2 separate regions of the Hordeum vulgare genome follow, and region 1 is linked to region 2. The links are chromatin contacts, called in public Hi-C maps. All regions are on one chromosome and are shown on one strand. The core of a region is the stretch at or near the end of the contact, and the rest is flanking DNA. Distances in the headings are between cores, read along the strand shown.

Region 1 (4,259 bases), core at 1,050-3,549, 360 kb after region 2:
GGAGCTGACGCCCGAGGATCGGGCTTGGGAGTCGGCAAAGAGAAATGGCCAAGGCACGCGGCGGGCGCAAGGGATGAAGCAGCGTCTGCCGTGGCCATAGCCGCCGCATCGCAGCAGGAGGATACGAGTGCACGTATCGCAGCGGCTACAAGTGAGGCGCTTTTGTACCTAGAGTAAAACCTTGGCCATCATGGGGTTGTCAGCGTCGTTGTGGCCGCGGCTAGCACATGCTCGTCTGCCTTCCCTCGGATGGCGTTACCACAGTCACCCACACATCAATAACTCATCCGATCCCCGGCTTCTACGTCTACCCCAGGCCTCCCGCCTCTCCGGCGAATGCTCGCTGGAGGTGAGCGTGATGACGCCATCCACGCCCGCGCCCTGCCCCGCGCACATCGACCTCAACTCCAGACCGGTAGCCGATGTCTCGTCATCCGGTGGGACGAGGAAACACGCGTGGGAGATGTCAGCCGACATGTTCTCCGATGCCCGCAACCTGTTTGATGGAATGCCGGTAGCCATCAACAACGAGAGGGCAAACCACTTCATACAGAGCATCATCTTCGAGGGCGCTCTGGCAGTCGCAAATGGTTCTGGTTACGATCTTGATGAGACCCAAAGCTAGGACGGTTGTGGTGGACCGTTCACTCCGTTGACCTATGACCAAGCTCGCATGCAGCTAGCCTTCGTGCAAGATCAGGTCGGCCTGGACCTGGACGGCTTCCCACCCGACCACGTGTTTCCGGATGACTATAGCCTCAAGGAAGAGGATGAGGCGGACATTGACGGAGAGCCTCTGTTCGAGGACGAGCTCGTCACCCAAGTCACCGAGGTGCAGCCCAAGCGAAAGAGCAAACAAACGAAGGCATACACGAGGGTTGAGGACAAGCTCCTTTGTGAATGTTGGAGGGACATTGGGCAAGACCCCAAGGTCGGCGCCGATCAAAAGGCATCAACCTTTTGAATTTGTGTCCGTCGTGAGTTTGGCGAACGCAAGAAGTTCACGTCGTACCAAATGCAAAGCACGCGAGGGCGGGTGTCCATTTTAAAGCGATGGAAAGTGATCCAACAAGAATGCAACAAGTTTTGTGCCACTTATAAGAGCATCAAGCACGCCCCGTGCACGATCGACATACAAGACATGGTATGCATACCCCCTCTTTGTTTACATGTTTATTTGTTAATATACTTGCGTGTAATTTATTTGTAGGCGTTCCAAGCTTTAGAGACATTCGTTGTCCAACATGAAGGCAAGTCCTTCAACCTTTCTCATTGTTGAAGGATCATCAAAGATGAGGAGAAGTTCAAGCTCCAATATGCCACCCTCACAACGTATTGGGGGGGGGGGAGGAAGCCGTGGAGGAGGTTGGGGAGGGTGAGAAGCCACGGCCGCAGGGAAAGACCAACTACTAGAAGGACGACAAGTGGGATGCGGCGTCAATCTCCTTGAGTGCAACCGTGGAGGGCATGATGACCAAGAGGGATTCAAGGTAGGAGAAGCACCGACAAGACAAGGAAGAGAAAATGAACGCCTTCATGGAGATTCAAGGGGGGGGGCTTGAGATGGAGGCGGAGAAGCAAATCAGGATGCTTGAGATGGAGGCGGAGAACCATGCCAAGATGCTAGAGATCATGCCGTCAATGCCAAGACCAAGGCGAAAGAAGTGGCTCTCGTTAGCATGATGACGGGGATGGAGATCATGAAGGTGGATCTCAACACCATGTCGTCAAGGAAGAGACCGTGGTTCGAGAAGATGCAGGCCGACATGCTCAAGTTCAACGACGAGTGATCTATGGCTTCGAGCGTCATCCTTTTTTGTATGCCAGCAAGTGTGTTGGCATGACCACGGCCATGATGGCCTGGTCGAACTCCCGTCCCTTTTTGTGTGCTGACATATGTATCGACCGCTCGCACGTGCGCCACACATGAACTATTTTCTGAATCTGACATTATATGTCGACCGTGGCATGCTATCGGCATGAAATTTGGACAACGACATGATCACTGGCTTGATCTACTTTTCAAATGTGTGCACGGACATAAAATGGGTCGTGGATGTTGGACGCACTGCCATCCAAATCTGAAATAGGACAGACGTCGAGCGGACGGTCGATCCAAATAAACAAAAAAAAATAAAAACATCGTCCGTTTGGACCGGGACGTTGGCGTTGCTCTAAAAACATGACTATTGACTATTAGCACTTGTGCATAATTAAACATTATTTTTCTTGACGATGAAAAAGAAATGGAGTGGAGCAACGTGATTGAGGGAGAGCAAAGCGGGTGAAAAAGGGTGGGGGAAAACAACATAACGCAACAGTGCATTTGTTGCGGACACGGACTTTGGCAGCCATTCAATGACCCACCAGACACTCATCTCTTCCGCCCCTGCCGCTGCCTTTTCCTCTGCTCCTCACCTCCTCAACGCCTCCCTCCCTACCCTTTCCCACTCCTCCTCCTCTGCAGCCGCCTCCGCCATGTCGTCGTCGTTCGCGCACCACCACGGCTCCCTGCAGGTAAGCATGCATAGCCTCTCTGTCCTCAGACGTGTGTGTGTGAGAGAGAGAGTGAGACGGTTATTGTTTAGCAAGAGAGGGAACTGACGAGAGCTTGCTCTCCTGCTTTCTGTGGGTGCGGTTTCAGGCGGAGAGGATGTCTGCGCTGAGAAGTAGCCTCAGGCCGTACGAGGCAGTCGAGGAGGTGGCGGCCGCCGCGGTCGCTGGGCCGACGGCGTGGGGAGCCGGGCTGTTGGGTGACGGCTTCTCGGTGGAGGAGCTCCTTGACCTTGAGGAGCTCTGCGAGGTGGACAAGGAAGACGGCTTTCTCTGCGAGACGGCTCCGGCCACCGAGGAGGAGGAAAAGTGCAGTGACTCGCACGGCTCGTCGGCGGTCTCCTACGAGCTCATGCCGCTTCTTCCGCCGGAGATGGACCTGCCGGTAAGACGTTTGACCCTTTTTTTTGCTTTCTCCGGCCAGACGGCGCTATTTTAGGTCTACAGCGTTATTCATTTCTTTTGCGTGCTTTCTGTGTAGGCCCACGACGCGGAGGAACTGGAGTGGGTGTCGCGTATCATGGACGACTCGCAGGCAGAGCTCCCGCCTCCGCCGCAGCTCCCAGCGCCAGCGGCGTGGCCACCGCAGCACCGCCGGCCGCAGGAAAGCGCCGTGCCGGCCGTGGACCCTATGCGGACCCCGACAATATGCGCGCTTTCCACTGAAGCGTTGGTGCCGGTGAGGTCCAAGAAGCGTAGCAAGCGCTCGCGCGGCACCACCGTGTGGTCGCTCTCCGGCGCGTCCATATCCGACTCGGCGTCGTCGTCCGCCACCAGCTCCTCCTGCTCCTCGTCGGCCTCCCTGTCGTCCTTTTTCCTAATGGACTCCCCCACCTTCAACCTCCTGGACGAAGCGCCACGCACGAAGAACAAGAACAAGAAGTCCAAGCACAAGCCCAAGAAGCGCGGGCGCAAGCCAAGGAGCCATCTCCCGCCACAGCTGTCGGGCGGCGCCGCCTCCCCGCCGGTCCAGGGAGACCGGCGCTGCAGCCACTGCGGCGTCCAGAAGACGCCCCAGTGGCGCGCGGGGCCGGAGGGCGCCAAGACGCTGTGCAACGCCTGCGGCGTGCGGTTCAAGTCGGGGCGGCTCCTCCCGGAGTACCGGCCGGCGTGCAGCCCCACCTTCGTGGGCAACCTGCACTCCAACTCCCACCGCAAGGTGCTGGAGATGCGCCGCAAGAAGGACCCCGTCGGCGTCGTCGTCATCGAGGTCGCCGCCGCCGCGCCGGCCGTTGCCTCGTTCTAGCCGCCCCTCCCCGCGGCGGCTAGTGTACATCTTTTTCGGCCGTGTCGTTGATTAGTCTGTTGTAACGTACTCCTCGTGGATTTTTCTTGGCGTCCTCTATTTAGTTGTTGCCCTACTACTAGAACTTATTAGAAAGTAGTTTTAGTAGGAGTCTATTAGGTCGTGTTAGGTGTAGGGATTACCACCACTCTACTAAGCTTTGGGGTTTAGCTTTGGTCTGTTAGGATATTGCCGTAGAGGTGGCGCCTTTTTAGTGGAGTCTCGGGAAGAAAGCTTTTCGAAGTTGTTTGAATCATGAGAGGCAGAAGTGGCAATGTCCATGGTCGGGTTATCTTTGGTGTGAAGCAAGAAGCTAGCTAGATGCCTTGTTTTTCTTTAAAGGAAGCTGCCATGCCCATGGTTCCAGAAGAATACCATGTCTGGTAGTAGTGTCATGGCGTGCAGGATTCCCTTCTTCCTC
Region 2 (4,329 bases), core at 714-3,213:
ACCCTGGATGCAAAGCATCATGGACGTGCCAAAAAAATAATCAGCCGAACAAATATACTTGTTCCCGTTGGGGAGCAGGTGGGCGGTTTGTCACAGGTGGGATCTATCAGCCGTGAAAGTTAGATTATGTGTTGATCGCAGCATTGTTTTCCAGATCATGGGAAGGGCTTGAAATGGCTTTGTGGAGGGAAATTCCTTTTGTGACACACGAGGAGAGTACAGGTATGACACACGAGGAAATCCCTGAGAGAGTATGCAACACGATACGGTATGTACTCTCTCTTTTTTAGGGAAAAGGGTGCAGTCTGTACTCGGCAGAGAAAAATATGTACAGCGTATCAGCATTATTAGACCCATGTTGCACACCGAATTCTTAGCCTGCCTGTGCATAGTTTCTGTGCATAGTTTTTGAGGCGCTGCTACAAATCAACCGGCTTACGAAATCAACCGGGTTGACAGCCGTATGATCAGACACTTTCAGCCATACGATCAAACACTCTCATGACATCATCATATAACGACTCCATGGAGCGCTGCACAACTTCGATCGGCCCGCCGACGCTCCATTCCAGCGTTCACGATGCTTCATTGCAAACCCGTCGAAGCTTCACCAGCTCGGGCGACGCTTCATTGCGACTCCGACGATGTTTCACTGTAGCGCGTAGCCGACGCGGTAGGTTCCATCGCAGCAGCCGACGACCGCTGGCGATGCTTCACTGCAGTGTGCAACCGGCGTGACGGGTTCTATTGCAGCACCCCGACTAAAGTTGTCAGAATCGTGACTCAAGTCTTCAAAATCTTACGATCTTATGATCCAAACTACCCACTACGATTCTACGATTTTGCTTATAGAATCTAAGTTTCTACGATCCTGATAGTTAGGATTATATGATTCGTGACCCTAGCAACAGAGCTCCGATCCGATTCAGAATCGCGATTCTGACAACTTTGATCCCGACAACCTCCAATGAAGCTTCACTGCAGAGCCATCGTCGCGCGGCGGTGCTCCATCGTTGCACTAACCGCCTCATCGAAGCTCCATCGCAGCACCCGAGCCGCCGATGAAGCTTCCCTGCAGCACGGCCACCGACGCATGATGCTTCATTGCATCGCGGCGGGGTGCTGCGGCGAAGCACGCGACGACAGTGTCGAATTGCTGCGACGCAGCACGACGGCGTGGGGTGCCAAGGGATCTTGGTGTGGTGAAGCACCCGGCGGCGATTCCAGACACGGCGGCGGTGGCAGCAGATGGGGCGACGCAACACGGTGATGGTGGCGACAGGAGCACATCTCAGTGCGGTGGCTGCTGCCATGGCTTGCGGTGCTTGGGGATAAGAGAAAGGAAAAAGACGGGGAAGAAATGTGAGCAGAGGAAGGAGATAAGGTTGGGTGGAAAAGCGACGGATGGACCATGCGAGGTGTCGCGTGGGAGAGGAGGCTTACATGAGTTTAAAATCACCCGGTTGATTCTAGTGCTTTTCCTACTTTTTGAGGGACGTCCTATGTGGCGCCTTCAGCGCCGGTGAAGGGAACTAGCGCGTGCGCACTTCTCCTCGTGGGCCGGCCCATGTAGAATGTGTTAATCATTAAACACTTAAAATAAAGTTTATAGAATTTTAAAAAGTCAGATTTGTGAAAAAAGTTCAATGATTATGAAAAAAATTCACTGATTTTTAAAATATGTTCGTGAATTTTCAAAAATTTCACAGAATTTGAAAACAAATCTTCGATTTTCAAAAAAGTTCATCAATTTTTAAGAACAGTTCATTGATTTTTAAAATGTTCACGAATTATAAATTACGTTAACCAATTTTTTTTTTAATATCGATTTTCAAAAAAGTTCACTGACTTCAAAAAAGGTTATCAATTAGGAAAAAAAAATCACAGACTAAACTACAGACAGGATCTCTAGATGGGCCGGCCAATTACGAAGCGCTGCAGGTGCCGGCTAGCAACATTTGCCTGTAACTGGCGCCTGTGGCGCTAAATAGAGTTTGCCAGCTTTTGATCCGTGGAACTTGGGCCGCATTAAACATGCTCGGGTCTGCCGAGCAGGCCGGCAGACTAGCGAGCAAACACATGCGCCTGTGGGACCTAAAATGGGCCGGAGATATTTATTGACTATTGAGTTCGGCCGAAAGAAATTAGGATTTTAGTTTCCATAAAACTGGATTTTTGATTTAGCAGATAAACATAATATTTGGTTTAGAAAATGAGAAATTATACTAAATTAGAAAGAACTTCACTTATTACAAAAAGTTTGCAAAACTAGAAAAAAATAACAGATTTTAAAAAAGATCATGAAAGCAAGAAAACATATTTTTTAAAAATGTTCAAAAAATTAAGAATATGCCTGTACTTTTTATAAATCGACTAGTTTTAGAGAATATGCTTGAATTAATTTGTTTTCACAAAATTATGAAAAGTGCAAAACTAAAAAAACTTCACAGATTTTAAAAAAGATCATGAAAATAGGAAAACATACTTTAAAAAATGTTAAAAAAATTAAGAATATGCCCGTACATTTTTCTAAAAGCTACGATTTTTATAAAACATGCTTTAATTAATTTGCTTTCACAAAATTAAGAAAAGTAACAAATTTATAAAACTGTTCAAGAATATTAAAATATGTAACTGTTTTCTTCAATTGTTCATCAATTATGGACGATAAAAAAACAAAGATACGCAAAAAAAAGGAAAAAAAAAAAACAGAAATAAAGAGCGGAAAAAACGACTCCAACATATTGGTTTCCCTAAGAGTAGTAGTACCAGCCTTTTTGTAACATAAAGGGTAGTACTGATTCTTTCCTTCAATTATACACTAAGCTCACAAAACATGTGATTATATGAGTAAATGAGGAAATATTGTATACATCATGGGTATACATTAGAGTGGATAATTGAACTTCATGCATTTAAATGAACAACTTTGCTTTAGGGTACAAGGCCAACCCATGTAAATATTTCTTTTCAAAAGTCCCAACATATTGGTTTGTCATTTTCAATCGCCCTGTCCAATTACCCTCTGCGGGACCAATTGAGGTCCCAAGGCCATTGTTACACATGTTAAAACAAGCATAGTAAGGATTTTATAGCTTACTTAAATAGTATTTTATACTCATATGCAGGCGAAATTAATAGCCATGCTCTTACATGGGTTTCTTTTTTTGCGAACCCTCATGTGAGCTATGATTGGATGTCCCGTGTCTTGACTGGTCATTTTGTAATGAAGTCATTTGATTACTTTTAGTACAAACCAAGGGTTCTATTGTAGAACACATGTCCATATCAAATTTCAAAAATAATAGTCACAATGATGACACGACTAGTCCACATCCCAACATAAGTCACACGAACTCTTCTATGAGGACCATGCTAGGAGAACACCATGCCCTAGACATATTACGTATTTGTATTTATTTCTTTTGTATCCCTAAAAAATATTTCTTTTTGTGTGATTCTCAATATATATTGTGTGTGTGTGTGTGGTGTAGGGTGGGAGAGATGGGAGAGAGAGAGAGAGGCATGATGTGTGAAAGTGCACATATCACCGTAATACCGTTTCCAGAAGTATTTACAAATATTATAGCAACCATGAGGAAAGAAGTTTAGTTTTTCCTTATCAATACAACTAGAGTCATCGTAGTTTCTAATCATGTTCACACCCAAACCGCAGCTTGAAAATAGCGCACTTGCTGCCATCGTAGATCGGAGCGCGAATACTATAGGTCAACTAAACTAGTAACAAAAGCTAAGAGCATGAATTAAATAGATCAAACTATGTGATGCTCGAGTAATAACGGCTTCCTAGTGTGGGGTAACAAGTTCTCATCGATTAACTAATAAGATAGTGTCGAGGACGAAGTCTATACTAGGCATGCCACGATACCTCTTTGACACACTCATCACACCACTACCATTGGACTTGACATTCCTTAGGTATATGATGGTTATTAAGAGTTTTCTTATGGATGCGAGAAGAAAATAATGGGGTCTTTGTTACTCACCCGATTCCACAGGCAATGGGAGAGAGGTGATTTCTATCACCGCTACACCCATCAATCCAATATCATATAATGAGTACACAACCCTAGGTGTTCTACCCAATAAACATTCCAGGTCATGATTGACACGTAGAGTCGATCTACTCATAACATCACATAAGATAATTGAACAAACACTAAATATCTTTGGCCTATAAGTGAAATATTACTCAAACATGGTATGTGTGTTAAAGAGCGAGGGATGACAATGAAGGAGATGGTAGAGGCGGCGTCGATCTGAGAGAGAAGGGAGGTGGGTGATGTGGGCTTCCTCCTACTTCGTCTT

Evidence for each region. A called contact is a pair of places that touch in the nucleus more often than the background predicts.
Region 1: a contact with region 2 is called in a Hi-C map of leaf, with 3 times the contacts expected there. The contact joins the promoter of LOC123403401 here to the enhancer-like site in region 2. A contact is called at or near these places in 1 of 6 Hi-C or Micro-C datasets (leaf) and 1 of 1 datasets of contacts at active chromatin or transcription factors (embryo).

The regions. Positions count from the first base shown.
Region 1 is chr6H:399,407,895-399,412,153 of MorexV3_pseudomolecules_assembly, forward strand. LOC123403401 (GATA transcription factor 6-like) reads left to right here and starts at 2,300. Exons shown (of 3, transcript XM_045097336.1): 1 at 2,300-2,517; 2 at 2,645-2,938; 3 at 3,035-4,143. The coding sequence starts at 2,359. The coding sequence ends at 3,799.
Region 2 is chr6H:399,044,273-399,048,601 of MorexV3_pseudomolecules_assembly, forward strand. No RefSeq gene overlaps it. Among protein-coding and RNA genes, the nearest start is that of LOC123406045, 100 kb to the left of the region's middle. Within about 2 kb of position 1,964, at least 3 of the 3 cell types and tissues checked have open chromatin away from gene starts, as enhancers often do. A contact at or near this core is called in leaf, where this site is marked.